2 separate regions of the Danio rerio genome follow, and region 2 is linked to region 1. Evidence: chromatin contacts called from public HiCAR-type data. All regions are on one chromosome and are shown on one strand. The core of a region is the stretch at or near the end of the contact, and the rest is flanking DNA. Distances in the headings are between cores, read along the strand shown. Region 1 overlaps LOC141385835 (a long non-coding RNA gene). Region 2 has its middle 20 kb from the start of ier5l.

The links. HiCAR-type assays count read pairs that join an accessible place to other places.
Region 2: a contact with region 1 is called in a HiCAR-type map of caudal fin, with 4 times the contacts expected there. The contact joins two enhancer-like sites. A contact is called at or near these places in 1 of 18 Hi-C or Micro-C datasets (caudal fin) and 1 of 4 datasets of contacts at active chromatin or transcription factors (caudal fin).

Annotation. Positions count from the first base shown.
Region 1 is chr5:33,231,456-33,235,971 of GRCz12tu, forward strand. LOC141385835 (a long non-coding RNA gene) reads right to left here. Exons shown (of 3, transcript XR_012406916.1): 3 at 2,830-4,516. Among named protein-coding and RNA genes, the nearest start is that of ntmt1, 110 kb to the left of the region's middle. Within about 2 kb of position 1,771, at least 43 of the 62 cell types and tissues checked have an H3K27ac peak or open chromatin away from gene starts, as enhancers often do. A contact at or near this core is called in caudal fin, where this site is marked.
Region 2 is chr5:33,389,695-33,394,316 of GRCz12tu, forward strand. No RefSeq gene overlaps it. Among named protein-coding and RNA genes, the nearest start is that of ier5l, 20 kb to the right of the region's middle. Within about 2 kb of position 1,992, at least 21 of the 62 cell types and tissues checked have an H3K27ac peak or open chromatin away from gene starts, as enhancers often do. A contact at or near this core is called in caudal fin, where this site is marked.

The DNA of each region.
Region 1 (4,516 bases), core at 521-3,020:
CCACCTCCATTTGTCATCACAATACAAATTTAGATATTTAAAAGGAAATTACTAGAAACTATATTGAGATATTTAAAGTCAAGGAGGGAAAATGAATCAAAACATTGTCTAAACATTCTGTTTGACAAGACTTCAGTGGTTCAATTGTAATCATACAAAACTCCAAAACACATTTGTGTCCCAAAAACACCGAAAAAAAATCTCTATCTCTATCTCTAAATCTCTATTTTCCACATCAGGTCAGGTTTAACAGTTACTTTGGGTGGAAGAGAAGACATTGGTGAACAAAGTTGTTTTTACAGTTTTCTTGTCTTGGAGCTTTGTATGATTTCAGTTGAACCACTTTTCACATGGTCTGTTTTGACCAGGTTTTTGTTAATTTTCTGGATGTTAAAAATCTCAGGACATTTGCTTTGGGGATGAGGGAGCTCTCGGATTTCATCTTAAATATTTTTATTTGGGTTCTTAAGATTAATGAAAGTTTTAGAAGGTTGGGACAACATGAGGCTCAGCCCCACGCGTTCATTATGCTTATTCAATTCTGGACAATCCTAGAATGATCATTCTTAGAACATCAAAATCGATTGTAGTTGGTAGATCTTTCTCATATCTGGCACCTAAACTCTGGAACAGCCTTACTAGCCCAGTTCAGAAGGCAGACACACTCTGTCAGTTTAAATTTAGACTAAAGACACATCTCTTTGCACTTACATACACATAAAACACAAATGCTTTGGAAATCTAAATCCTCAAAAGGATTGTTAGGCTGCACGAATAAAGGCAACATGTGCCAGGAACACTTCCCAAAAAGACATTATAATTTGAACGGCATCTATTCTTATGTTAGTCTGTTACTCCTTATCCTGAGGTCTCCATAATCTTGGACCTGGCCCGTATCCTGAGCAGATGCTGTGGTGGCCATGGAGGCGTGAGACTGATTCCTGAAAAACCAGTGACAGACGAGTCTCCACATTGATCCCTCGGGCCAGTCTGAACACTCGCTGGTGACTTACTCACACCTTCACAACTGAGGTTCAGCCTTTGGCACCTAGACTGCAGCTTTGCACAAGTTTGGCCAGAGAAGATCTGGTTGTGTCCAACTGAGCCTATTTTTTCTCAAGATTTTCCCTTTTGTCAATTGGTGAAGTTTGATCCTTATCAGCATTGCCACTGCTGGTGAACAAACCTTTCAAGCAGCACAACTCTTTCTAACAGCAACTAAAAGAGTTCCTGTTTCTTCAGAAACAAACCAGCATATAAAAATGATTCCAGAAAGAAAGTGTGACACCAAGAACTGGAATAATGACTGCCAAAAGTCTAGCTTTAAAACAAACATGTTTTTCAAATTGATCAATACTTCACAACTTTATTGTTTCTTTGTCAAATCAAAGCATTTGTGAACAACACAGTCCTTTTAAAATATACATCTTTTGGTCAACAGTGTATCAAACATGACTAACAGTTGTATTAAAATGATGCTATATATTTGTAAGCAAGACCGTTAGAGAATCCACTATTTAAGTACATCTGAAAATGTGTCAGCTTCATTACTGTACGTTTGCTTGTTTTTTTTTTTTCTATCTGATCATTTTCATTAGTATGTTATCTATTATTATTGCCACACAGGTCAAAGGTGAACCAATGTTTAATTCTATATTTCAGAAAGCCAGAACCTGAACATTTCTCAGTCCTTCACTATCTCCTTCCCTCTTTTCCCTCTTGGTTGCACTGTGTACTCGCTCTTCTCCTTCTTTCTCTGGAACGTTCCACCCTCCCTCCCTCTCTCTCTCTCTCTCTTTCTGTCTCCTCTACATTCACTCCTCTTCCTCTCCTCTGTTTTCTCCAGGGTCATTGCAATTACTCCTTTCTCCTTCACTCTCTCTGTCTGTTTTACTCTTTCTTTTTTATTCTCCCATCATATGTTTGCGAACACGAGTCTCTCCACCTTTCACCTCCCCTACTCTAGTTTATTTTTTTTATCTGTTCTCATCTCATTTCTACTCACCTTGTCTCATTTACCCTTGTAATTTCTATTCTAGTCTCTTTTCTTTGCTTGTCTCATCTTATTTCTTTTCTCTTCTCTTGACTTAAACTACTATAATTCTCACTTTTCGCTCTCTCCTACTTTCCTCCAATTATTTAGCCTGTTCTCGGTCCCTCGTTTCATCCGTTCTCTCTCTCTCTCTCTCTGGTGCGGGGAGGAGAGCGCTGCTGCAGGACTGCAGGGCTCAGCAAAGCCACATTTCTATTTTCTGCCACTTCCTCTTCCTCTTCCAACCGTTTCTATGGTTACAGCAGGAGCCCACAGAGGCCGCTCCCTCCTCAGTCATGGAAGAGGAGCCAGGGTTATCACTCTCTGTTCTCTACAATTCTGTTGCTTTTTCTCTTTCACTCCGGTCTCTCATTCGCTCTGTATTTGTATCATTCTGTTTCTGTTTCTGTATCTCTTCTCTGGTTAAGTTGCACTCGTTTGCTGTCCATGTCCTTCGTGACTCCCCTCTCTCACTCTTCTGAACGTCCTCTATCTGTTATACAGTAGTTTCTCACATCCATTTCATCGATCTGACATTTCGTCGGGTATTCACGTTCACTAATATTTCTCCATTTCTTGACATTTTTATTTATTTTTCATAAATCAATGCTACTGCTCACTCTTTACGCAAGCCTGTGTTTTATACAAATATTTAACCAATGAAAAGTATTTTATAAGAGCATGTGACTAAATTTCGTAACTCCATTGGATCCTGAAACTGTTGGCAAAACCTCATAGCTCCTTCTTGCCTGCATTTTAAATAAAGTGCTGCAGTGTGTACCGTCTCTGCTTGTTTTCTACAACTGGTTAATTTTTCTTTATTCAAAAACATTTAAGTACTCTGACAGAGTGTCTAAGTCTATCATTTGCTGATTTCATCCTTATAACATGAGATTTTGGTATTCAGGAACAGGGAAAAAGTTAGGACCCACATAGCTACAACACACTTTATAACCGATGTTCCAATCAATTGGCCATCGAACAGTTTAAGCTGATAATTATATTCAATGACACCATTAGTAGTAATTAATATTTGTCTGGTATTATGAAACAATCGCAAGTTAATCACATAACGATCAAGGACATACAGTGCTCAGCATATATAAGTACATCCCTCACAAATCTCTTTTAAAATAATATTTTGAATAGGAAGCTATAAAATATTACATTGGTGCATGCATATACATTAGATTAGTGAGTACTGAAGCCAAATCTGGAGCTTACCTAACAAAATAATTTACGATGACGGTCCAAAAACTAGTACACCCAAATTAACATGTTATAGAAAAATATTAAAATCCAAATTTTATAAAAGAAGAAAAATCAAGAGAAGCACAAAAATTAAAAACATAGTTACATTTTTGTAGGTTGTATTTTTTTTTCAACATTTTGCATGAATTTAATTGTATTATCTTGTATCTGAATACAAATATTCATTTTCAAAATGGGGTGTACTCAGTTATGCTGAGCACTGTATGTTAGCACCACAGATATATCATGACCAGAGGAACTATTTTATCATCTTGAGGAACATTGAAAAAAAGCAATTTACTATAGAAAACTGAACCAAAAACTGCAGATAGAGATATATTTGCCAAAGGATACCACAAACCTGGCCCTTAAGAACAAGCCAGTGCAAAAATGCAGCAAGAAAGCTATAAATTCAGCCATGAAGATAATGAACTTTAACAGCATTGATAACCAGCCACTTTCAGTTACAGAAAATACTGGATTTAAACACTTTATAGTCCCTTCAAGGCAATTCATTTCACTCTGCGGTCATCTTCGGCATAAATTTCATTTCTAAATGTCTGAATAAAACAAAATCTGCATATTTTCAGGGTTTCTGAGGATGCGCACTCTAAATGAACGAGATCACAACACCAACCTCATTTATGGCCGTTCTACACATTATCATCCTATGGATAATGCTTTTGTCTGGCTGCGCTGCTTATCTGAGGTAATTCCCAACTTGGTCTTGATGGCGAATCTCCTCCAAAAACGAAAGCGACTGTTTGTTTACAAGTTTGTGGCCGTTTAAGTAATTGATGTCATGTGATGTGCGTTTGACAGGACGTACTGTACCTCACGTTCGTTTCATACAGACTACAAAACCAGAAAACTTTTGCTTTGAAGTGCACTTGGTTCTTTTAAAAGTACAGATTTCAAGCTTTATGTGGATATATTTATTTACTTATGTCTGTGAAGCAAGTATTCGCTGAGATTCCAGTGCATTTGCTGACCACCAAACTTTCATAAAAGCACACGTCTGGTCTGAGCTTTCCCCCCTTAGAATCACCAGTCTATATCAATCAATGATTGGCTCCTGTACTAGCAGACAGGGCTTCAATCACCATTTTAACTGTTACACTTTTCCCTATTCAAGATTACACGAGTGACACGTCTTGAGTGTTCTATAGGCTTTGTTTAAACACAGAATGCAAATACTTCACAAAAGTAGTTCTAACAAAGCCTGCTTCAATG
Region 2 (4,622 bases), core at 742-3,241, 160 kb after region 1:
AATGCCAATGCAATCTCACAGCAATTTTTTTTCTTTTTGATTTAGTGGCTAATTCGTATGAATTCGTACAATCTAATTCGTACTATTCAGTACGATTTGCTCATCACCCAATGACATTTACACCTCCTTTTTAAAATTGTACATTTTCGTACTACTGAACTTGTACGAATTCGTACGAATTAGCCACTAATCTGACAAAATGAAAAATACTTTTGTTTCCTCATAAGATCAAGGTGCTCATTGAGAGTAAAACATTTTTGGTGGCAAAGGTTAATATATTATACAATTTCTTATTAACTGAAAAAATGCATCCATTAGGTATACCTAAAATCAATAAAACTGTGTAAAAAGTCCAGCTGCATGCTAAAGATCATAAATGAGTATTTTTAAAAATGCATTAGTAAATGCTGAACTATGATTAATAAATGCAGTACAACGGTTGTTTATTATTACAGTGTAATAACCACTGAGTCTTAAAATGTCTTAAATTTGTAAAACTAAATTTGAGCCCCTAAAAAGTCTTAAATTCACTGAAATATTGTGTTGTTGGTCTTAATTGATTTTAAACAGGTCCTAATTTTGCTTTGTCCAAGTAAAGCTACTCAATCGGGCCGACATCCATCCAATGACCAAAAATACATCACAATAAAACCTTATTTTTTTTTTATAAATAAGTTTTTTTTATTGCAAAAAGATACAATTCACAACGGCTGTTAGACATTTTTACAGCAAATTCCCCAAATTAAATTCCCTAATCAGGGAAAAACAACTAAAAACAATTACACATGATAATAGCGGTTCATTAGAAAAAAATCCTTAATCTTAAAGTCCCTGTATAAGTCTAAAATTAAATTTTTAATGGACTTAAAAGGGTCTTAAAGTTTTAAATTTGACTTGATGAAACCTGCAGAAACCCTGTAGTTCGTGTTATTAAATGCATTGGCTAAAGAAACCTTGTTGCAATGTGTGACCTCATTATTAAATCACAAATGCATCATTAATTGTAATTGACTGTGAAATTTTCTTGAGCAGCTCATGATAACATTGTTTTCAGTCTCTCAGAATACCACAGTTTCACGATAAATTTTGCACCAAACACGTGCACCAAACCTCTTTCCAAGTCTATTAAGGGTATAGGTATGAGTATGAGAATGTTAATGTAGAAAAAAATAAAATACTGATAATAATAATATGCCATTTAGATTTGTTTTAGATGTGTTTTCCAATTTGTTCTGCCTATAATAAAATCATAATCATTAATAATCATTTTTTTGAAACCACCAGCCATCGACAAATATGTGGCTAAAGGTTAAATTTTGACTGTGTCTAACAGATATAACTGTGTTTTAGAGAGAGAGACAGATGAGGGATAACAAGCCAGAGCAGAGTCCCTGAATCTGTTGCTAGATCCGTCGAGGGCTTGCTCGTACCTGTATCCTCTTCAGTTCCTGCTGCACACCTGGGCAGGCCTCTCTTTTAGCTTTCTCTCAGACACGACGCAGCTTGCTTACGTCTTTGTGTGTGTGTGTGTGTGTGTGTGTGTGTGTGTGTGTGTGTGTGTGTGTGTGTGTGTGTGTGTGTGTGTGACAGACAGAAAGAGTGGGAGGTCTACAAGTAATGTGCTAATTTCTTTAAAAGGTACTTTCCCTGCTATATTATTCCATTGTCTTATTTTGCACAAATAACACTATACACCATGTAAAGCAAAAAATAACGACATAAAATATTTGACACAATAATAAAAACAGCTTTTCAGTATTCGGCTTTGAAAAGTTTCCTGATACCGAGGGAAAAGTGTAGCTTAGCAGCGCAGCTACTCTCTGAGAAAGTAATTAAAACACACAGAAGTCTTCTGACAATTTGAGAGTCAAGCTGGACCTCTAGTGTTTCTCACAAAAAACAAGAGTAAAGTTTTTCTCTCTCCTTCTTTCTCGGCTGAAGCCCCTCCTGGTGGGAGGGGAAAACCCCCCCGTGTCAAACTTCAAAGAGGAGACTGAGCTCCTCTTGCATTCATCTCAGTCTACCAGCTTAACCACCGAGTTCAAACAGCTCACCCACACCCTGTGAGCCGAGGACCGGAGGAGCTGTACAGCACACAGTGCAAACACAAGCAGATACATGTATACAAAAGGCACAAACACACTAACATACATGCATAAACTTGCACAGAGCTTCATAATGCTGTTCTGAGTAATATGCTTTTTTTCAGAACTTTCTCCTGAAACTGCTCTGGAACATTTCATGGAAGTCATGTTCATTCTCCACCACATCCAAGACGGACTCTGCTGTTTGACCTAATTTTTGAATCAACTAGTCTTTCGCTTATTGGAAAAGGTGTACTATTGTTTTTATAAGCTGTAAACTCACGGATGATGACTTTAGAGTGAACAAGGCTATTATTTTAGTCTATATCATACATATTACACATTACAACTCAGAATAAAAGTTTTCTTTTTTACAATATTTAAAAATGGAATTTATCCCTGAGATGTCAAAGCTGACTTTTCATCAGTGTTACTTGTGTCTTTGGCGTCATAATTCAGAGCTAATATTCTGCACTTAAACATTGGCATTTGCTGTTTGTTCAAACTACTTATTTAAAATGAGCTGAAACAACACAATTTAAAGGGAACCTATTTAGTGATGGGAAGTTCAGATCATTTTACATTAACATTTAGTCATTTAGCAGACGCTTTTATCCAAAGCGACTTACAAATAAGGACAAGGAAGCAATTTACACAACTATAAGAGCAACAATGATTAAGTGCTGTAGGCAAGTTTCAGGTGTGTAAAGTCTAAGGAAAGCATTAGTAATGTGGTTTTTTTTTTTATTTAGTACAGTTAGTGGGATAGCCAGAGAGGCAATTGCAGATTAGGAAGGTAAGTGTAGACAAAATAGTTGAGTTTTTAGTCCTTTCTTGAAGACAGCGAGTGACTCTGCCATTCTGATGCAGTTAGGGAGTTCATAAGAGCTTTGAATCAGAGCTTTGAATTTGATGCAAGCAGCAACTGGCAGCCAGTGCAAACGGGTGAGTAGCGGAGTGACATGTGCTCTTTTAGGTTCATTAAAGACCACTCGTGCTGCTGCGTTCTGGAGCAGCTGAACAGGTTTGATAGAGTTAGCTGAAAGCCCCGCTAGTAGAGAGTTGCAGTAATCCAGTCTGGAGAGAACAAGAGCTTGAACAAGGAGTTGAGCTGCATGTTCAGATAGGAAGGGTTAGACCTTTCTGATGTTATAGAGTGCGAATCTGCAAGATTGAGCAGTTCTAGAAATGTGGTCAGAGAAGTTTAGTCAGTCATCAATCGTTACTCCAAGGCTTTTCACCATTTTGGATGCAGTAATGGTTGCCCCATCCATCTGGATTGAATCGGATATCATATTGTAGATTCGTTCAAAATGAACGAATCGTTCATGAACGACCCATCACTAGACCTATTATGCAAAAACACTTTTATATGGGTGTTGTGTGGCAAAAGTATGTGAATATAGCCAGCCTCTAATGGTAGAGATTAATTAATTCTATTTTCTATAATCTCACTAGATAAAATTTGTCTGCAGAAACAATTTGACAGACATTTCTCCCTTTGTACGTGTGATCAGAGTGAAACCCCTTCCATTAGTGATGATCACTCCCTCATTAGCATTAAAAGCTCTGAGTGAGAAGCAGCCTTTCGATATTAGGGTTTTTGCACCATATCTGCTGAAGATAATGTCAGTGACTAAGAGGCATTATAAATGTAGGATTTTAAGGTGGTCGCACACCAGATGCGTTGCTCTGTCAATGCGCCATGCATTTTAGAATTCTACACATAGATTTCTATTAGGGTACACACACCGGCGCCGCAAGTCAGCGGCTGTCTGCAGCGCCCAGCTACGACTCAGGACACTGTTCATATTTCTGCCATGTCTCAGAGCACCATTCAAATAGTTTCATATTAAATAACATTTGAATGTGCTAGGAGGCGAAGCAATGGCGCAGTAGGTAGTGCTGTCTCCTCACAGCATAAAGGTCGCTGGTTCGAGCCTCGGCTCAGTTTCCCCCACAGACCAAAGACATGGAACGGAAAGTCATTCCGCTGTGGCGACCCCGGATTAATAAAGGGACTAAGCCGACAAGAAAATGAAAGAATGAATGAATGAATGTGCTTGTCTGGTGTGCGATAATTCCAACTGTCATGTGCACGCCATGTTGCTGCGCATACGGTGCGACCCCCTTTAAGATGCACAAATAAACACAGTAGTTTCCATAAACTACCTTCTTCAGAGCTATTTCTTTTTGACATGTTAATATTTTTCACAGATATAACATTAGTCTTGTTTTGAATCTGCCACTATGGTGATGCAAAGGTGTTTGTAGCTCTGCCTTCTTTAGGAAAGAGGGCAGTGAGCAAAATTTCATTTGAATTTAAAGCGACAGTCACCATAACGACACAATTTGGATCGAACACTTGAAAAAAGGAAGTTTGCTCTTTATTCAAACTACTTATTTCAAATGAGACAAAACAGCACAATTCTTAAGTTTTTATGCAGATAAATGAACTGCTTAATGTTCAATCCACTTACATTTGTAAAAACTAATATGCAAACTTAATTCCTTCATGTTGTTTCAACACAAATTGGT